2 separate regions of the Macaca mulatta genome follow, and region 2 is linked to region 1. A link is a contact called in public Hi-C data. All regions are on one chromosome and are shown on one strand. The core of a region is the stretch at or near the end of the contact, and the rest is flanking DNA. Distances in the headings are between cores, read along the strand shown. Region 1 holds the start of RDX (radixin). Region 2 holds the start of FDX1 (ferredoxin 1).

Region 1 (2,898 bases), core at 216-2,715:
ATTACATAATAGTTTGACTATGCCTGCAACCTGAAGTGGTAGGCTGAACAATAACCAAGATAATTCTTGCAACCTAGGGAGAAGGTAGGGAGTGATCTTTTGGTGGTCCCTAAGAACCACAAGAACCTATTTGGTTACAAAGCACACACCTGGTTCTCATCCTTGAGGAATTTGCTATCTAAAGGCCCTTGAGTTTTACCCTTGAGTCTCTTGGGGGCTTTTAATTGTTCAGAGAGGTCTCAAAGGGCAATAGTGGAAACTCACTGGAGAGGCAGGCTAGTGAAAGTGATTTACAGATATTTCCTGGAAAAGCTACTGTCTCACCTAAGGTAAATGCTAAGGCAGGAAGTATAGGAGTTATTTGTCCTATAAAAGTACATATACTCAGTTTTGTAATTTGAATCTAAAGTTTGTTCACAAAAGCTAAGCCAAAAAAACTATTTCAAACAGGGCAAGCCAGGCGAATCTGATTTTGTGCGCTTGCTGTTTGTATATTCACAGCAAGTTTTGCTCCCTGAATCATCCCATCCGACAATGCTGAGGGGACGCAGCATGGACAGAAGACTGATCCAGAAATCAGGAGCTTCCTGTCTCATCCCAGCCACTAAAGTGAGTGGGTTAGACTTAGTCTTAAGATTGAATGCCTAACTTTCTCTAAATCTAGAATTATGTAGCTTTGGCGGCGCTTTGGGGCCCTACTTCCAACTTTTTCTTGCTAACCCACTCCTTCCAACTGCCAAAGCATATCGTTGGTAATAAAAAATTATCACACATCCTTGCTTGGATTAAAATTTGCACTCCTGATTTGGGGTCTTATCCATTGAAGTTTTGGTGAAGTTTTAAAATTGTCGCTGAAAAATTAAGTTTTTCTAGTTGGTTAAAACCTGCCAAAATAATGTAAACGTTCTTTGTTGCAAATCTAAATTCCGCTCAGGTAGGCCCTTTTCTCTCTCCCAGTCCAGGATCTTCAAACCTAACAGCCAAGTCTCACGCTCCATTTGGTCCCCGGCTCCCTCTGGGAAGAATTCCTCCTCTGGGGGCGACGGCAACGCCCTCAGTGAGTTTGCTGGCACCAGCGGGAGTTTCAAGTTTCCACTCGTTGGGGAGGCGGCGGGCACACTCCGAGCTTTGGGCTGGGCGGCTCCGCTTCCCTCGACCGCAGGCTTCGCTCGAGCCCAGCGCTCTCCAGAAGGGCTCGACCCTCCGGCGCGTTCGTCCTATTTCCCTGGGGGCTCCCGAGCCCGCAGCCTCCCCCCTCGCGTTGGCCGGCCCTAGACCGCGACCCCCGGCCACGCCCGGAGCCAGGCCTGCGGCTGCGAGCCCGCGGGAGGGGCGGGGCGCGGGCGGCCCCCGGCGGCGGCGTTGGCGCTCAGGCTGCGGCGCGAGGCAGGCCGGCCGGCCGGCAGAGGGAGGCGGGGGGCGCCGGGCAGCCCCGCCTTTTCCCCGAGGAGGCGCCGAGCGGCCATATTGCGGAGCTGTCTGCGGTGGCGGCGGCGCCTGTCGTCTCCCGCGGCCCAGCGCTCGCACCACCGCCTCTCCCTCCCTGCCGCAGCCGCGCCGCCGCGCAGCGCCCCAGCCACACGCCGGCGGGCAGAAGTCGCCCGCTCTCCGGGTAAGCCGCGGCGCCCTCCCTTCCCCCACTCCCCGCTCCCGGTTCCTCCGGAGACGCTGAGGTGGCGGCGAGAAGTTGCGGGGCCCGCGCTGCCCGGCCGTGGCGCCGCCGCCAGGGCCTGAGCGCGCCTCCGCTCGCGCCCCTCGGTCGAGGCGCCACCGTGGTAATGGCCCGGCCGGCCAGGCTCCTATCCGGGCTGGCGGGGGCCGCGAGGCCCTGCCCGAGTCGTGGCTGAGCCGCGGCCCGAACGTGCCTGCCGGGCCAAAGTCGACCCTTGCCGCCGCGCGATTCTCCTCTCCTCGGGGCGCGGGGTCTGCCTTCAGCGCCGGCCTCGGACCCCCGCGCCCTGGGGACGGTGGGCTACCGCTGCCTGGACTGGGCCCCGGGCCCGGGCTGGCGTCGTCCCAAGGGTTGTTTGCAAATCCAGATATTCATCGTAGGTAGAATTCGATTTTGCATTTATTAGAACTTGTCCCCCGGCCTCCGGTTTGAAAGGAGGGGTGTTGAATTACTAGACAGCGTGCGTTCCGCCCCAGTGGCAAAGGGGATGTTGCATGACAGGGTTTGGGGCACCAGCCGCTCCCACCGCCAGCACCCGCCAGGCCAGGGCCGCGGTTCCCGTGCACAGCTCTCCCTGCTGCTGTTGCAGCTTGGAGCCCCTAACTTTCTCGGGCCCTTGAGGCCGCTCAGTTTTAGCGTCTCAGACCCCACCAGACAAGTTCAGTTCATGATAGCCCTCTTTTCCTTTAAAGGATTCTAAGCTCAATTCCCGGACTAAGTTTGAAAGGGGGCAGTGCATTTTTTTTTTTTCTTCAGTTTAAACAGACTACATCACTTCCTAAACAGATGTCACGTTTCTTCAAACATTCCCAATATTTGGTTTTTTTTTTTTTTTCTTAAAGAGTAATTATTAGGTTGGAGGTGTGTTAAAAATCAACTTCATAAAAATATATTTTAAAATCCAGTTGAGATTTTGGTGGAAGACACGTTGCTGAGGAGCTCGATGGCAGTCTTGTGGCACTAACACTGGCAGGATGTAAATATAAAAGCCTAAGATGATAAGGGTTTATTTGATAAACGAGTACTTTGACATAGACATTGCAATCTATTGTTTACGGAGCATACTTCTTTTTTTTTTTTTTTTTTTTTGGAACACTAAATACTCTTTTATATGACTGATGGAGCTAAGAAGGAACAATTACCCCGTTCATGTTGCTGGATAAATAATGGCTTGATCCATTTGCCAAAACAGCATCACTGGATTTGAGAAAGGAGACTAATATTCA
Region 2 (3,076 bases), core at 181-2,680, 130 kb before region 1:
CTGCTACCCTACATTACGAGGTCAAGGGGCTGTTGAGAGATCTGCTTTATATAAATCGCCACCATGTTTCTAGCCTCCTTGCTGCTAGAAATCATGTTTAAATTTTATCTCTAGTATATTTAGGGAGTGTCTTTGAAAAACAAATATGCCCAAGAACCTAAAACTTCAACACATTTGGGGGAAATTGTTCACATCTCTTAAAATATTTAAAACAAAACCCTCTCAACATTGTGAGGCTAGGAGACTGCTGCTGCTGCTGCTGCTACCACCAAGTGGCATTTACCGAGCCCTATGTGCCAGACACAAGACTACCCGTATCGCTGTATTAACTCATTTATTCTTCAATTAACCGTAGGAGGTCTAAACTGTTATTATCTTCAACTTGCAAATGGGGAAACTGGGTTCCTAAGGACTGACGAAGTTAGGCACGTCAGACAATCCGTGCCAAAGGGAAGTTTCAAGTCCCGGCGGATTACTTCAACGCAGGGGCTTTCAACACTTGAGCAACTAGCAAAGGGCCTACAGAGCAGCAGAGGTTATGGGCTTGGTGTATTCTACCTGGACACCCCCTGACAAAGACCTGGGACCCAGGTGTCCTCCCAAAGCAGGGCAAGGCCGGGAAAGAAACGGCTGGCAGGAGTGTCAGGCCAGGACAGCAGCAGGGGAGCCTGTCGCGAAGGTCACTGTCAGTTTCGGGCAGAGCAAAGGTCAGATCCCAGACAAATCACACGGAGAACAAGCACCAGCAAAGTCCCGGCTTTCCTGTGGGCACGGGAGGCGCTGGGAAAGGTAGCTGGGCGTCCAGAGTCCCCGATTCCCGCCGGGAGTGGGTAATACGCGAAGGAACTTTGCGGTGCGACGGAAGGGAGGCAGCGACGCCACCGAGCAGCAAAACGGAGCCGCGAGGGCACCCCAGAAGAGCGAGGCGAGAGGCAGGCCTCCGGGGTGTGGGCCCGGCGCGTAGAAGGCGGCGGAACCAGACTGGGCCCAACCAGCCAGACGCCACCCACCGGGGACCCCGGCCCGTGCCCACATGGCGCCCTACCTGCTCCGCGCCCGCGCCGACACGCTCAGCGGCCGGCTCGCCCCGGCTCTCCCGCCCGGCCCCCGGCTCCTCAGCAGGCCGCTGACTCCAGCGCAGGACCCAGCGTGGTGCAGCCACCGGCCGGCCGGGCCGCCGAGTACCGCAGAAGCGGCGCGCAGCAGCCGGGCGCCCCCAGCGGCAGCCATCGCCCGCGGTCCGGAACTGCCGGAAGCGACGCAGGCCGCGGGCTGCGGCCGCGAGAGACTCCAAAGAGGCGGGGGCCGCAGCTGCAGCGCAGACGCCAGAGGGCCGTGGCGAAGGGCGCGGGGCTGGAGTGGCGGAGAGGCCCCACTGGGAGCAGCGCGCCGAGGCCCCGCGTGCCTTCCGGGTGACCTATAAAGACACTGGCGAGCAAAGTGCGGCCCCGCCCCGCCTCTCCCGCCCACGCCGCCAAGTCCCACGGGGCGGGGCCAGCGCAGGGGACCTTTACCTATCCTCTAGGTTCCGTCGTAAGCTGGGTGGTTTCTTAGCGCCCAGAGTTGCCATGCAGAAACAAAATATTTTAAAAGATAGCTGGACGGCTAGCGGAAACCAGTTAGCTAGACCACTGTGTTCTGTTCCGTGTTCCCCCAACCCCCAGCCGTTAAAAAAAGAAAAAACTGGGAAATTGTGTCATCTTAGAGTCAAGTTAGAGCAAAAGTGAATTCTGCGCACTGTAAAACAAGAACGGGGAAATTTTGAAAAATCTCAGAATGCTATTATACAAAGAAATAATTATGACTGTAAAATTGTAAATGACAATAATGAATAGGCTTGGGGCTGCTGCAGAGGACAGGCAGCCATCCTAGACCTTGACTGGCAAATAAATGCTGAGTACATGAAACCCACGAGACTGAACAGGAAACTTTGTGATGAGCTGAGATTTCTAAAAGAGTTTCACAAAAGCCAGAAAAGATGAACTAACTTTAAAAACACTTTATCATGGTTAATATGTTGTGGGAAATGCATGGGCTTTAAGGTCAGAAATAGCAATGTTCAGATCCAAGGTCTACTACCTTAGAGATCTGAGACCTTGGAAAAATTATTCTCCTAGAGGATCAGAGTTTCCATAATTTTCAAACACAGATAAGATGTTCCAGCCTTCAGGGCCATTCCGATGTTAAACAAACACGCAAAACATACAGTGCGTCACAAACCAGGAAGGCTACCACTTCCTGGGCCTTCCTCCATCAGGGTACTCATAAAGAGGCTAAAGGCCAAAGTCAAGGGGATATTGCAGATATGCTAAACACAATCAGATACTTTTTTTTCTTCTTTCTTGGCATGGAGCCTCTCTTTTGTCCAGGCTGGAGTGCAGTGGTGCGATCTCGGCTCACTGTAACCTCCGCCTTCCAGGTTAAAGTGATTCTCCTGCTTCAGCCTCCCGAGTAGCTAGGACTACAGGCGTGTGCCACCACGCCCCACTAATTTTTGATAATTCAGAACAAGAAAGTGTAAACCTGAGTAAAGTCTCTGCGGACAATGTATGGTGCTTTCTCGAACCCAATGGCAGAGAGAAGGCAATGGCTCCTAATTGCCTCAACTCTTTGGGTAAAGAAAAATCTGCGAAGGGCACAGCAAACCCTGACAAGTAATCTTGAAGAGGAGGTTGTAAAAGAACAGTTAACTTTTTTTTTTTTTAAATAAGATCAAACCTCCAAGGTCAGATGAATTAGTTGTAGGAAGAGAATTGGAAAGAAAAAAAAAAAATGTAGACGTTCTCTCTTCTCTCAGCCCTCCTGTAGCAAATACAGTTTCAACTCCTTTAAGGCACTTGACAGTTTTCTGCTTTGTAGAGTAGTTGTTTGTATACATAGAGTAGTTGTATGTATAGTTCATCTTAATAACTCCGACAGCACCAGCTACAGGATCTTGAACATATCAAGGGTCCAATAAATATTGGCGAATAAATTAATGTTATGTAATTTCCATTAATAATCATCAGAATTCATTAAGCCTGTATATGAAGATTAAAGATAGAGGAAATGTTCTCCAGGTTTTCAAAGGTGGATG

Evidence for each region. A called contact is a pair of places that touch in the nucleus more often than the background predicts.
Region 2: a contact with region 1 is called in a Hi-C map of fetal cortex germinal zone, with 4 times the contacts expected there. The contact joins the promoter of FDX1 here to the promoter of RDX in region 1. A contact is called at or near these places in 2 of 14 Hi-C or Micro-C datasets (fetal cortex germinal zone and liver).

The regions. Positions count from the first base shown.
Region 1 is chr14:111,069,596-111,072,493 of T2T-MMU8v2.0, reverse strand. RDX (radixin) reads left to right here and starts at 1,465. Exons shown (of 16, transcript XM_028833947.2): 1 at 1,465-1,612.
Region 2 is chr14:111,201,610-111,204,685 of T2T-MMU8v2.0, reverse strand. FDX1 (ferredoxin 1) reads right to left here and starts at 1,430. Exons shown (of 4, transcript XM_015115633.3): 1 at 1,046-1,430. The coding sequence starts at 1,230.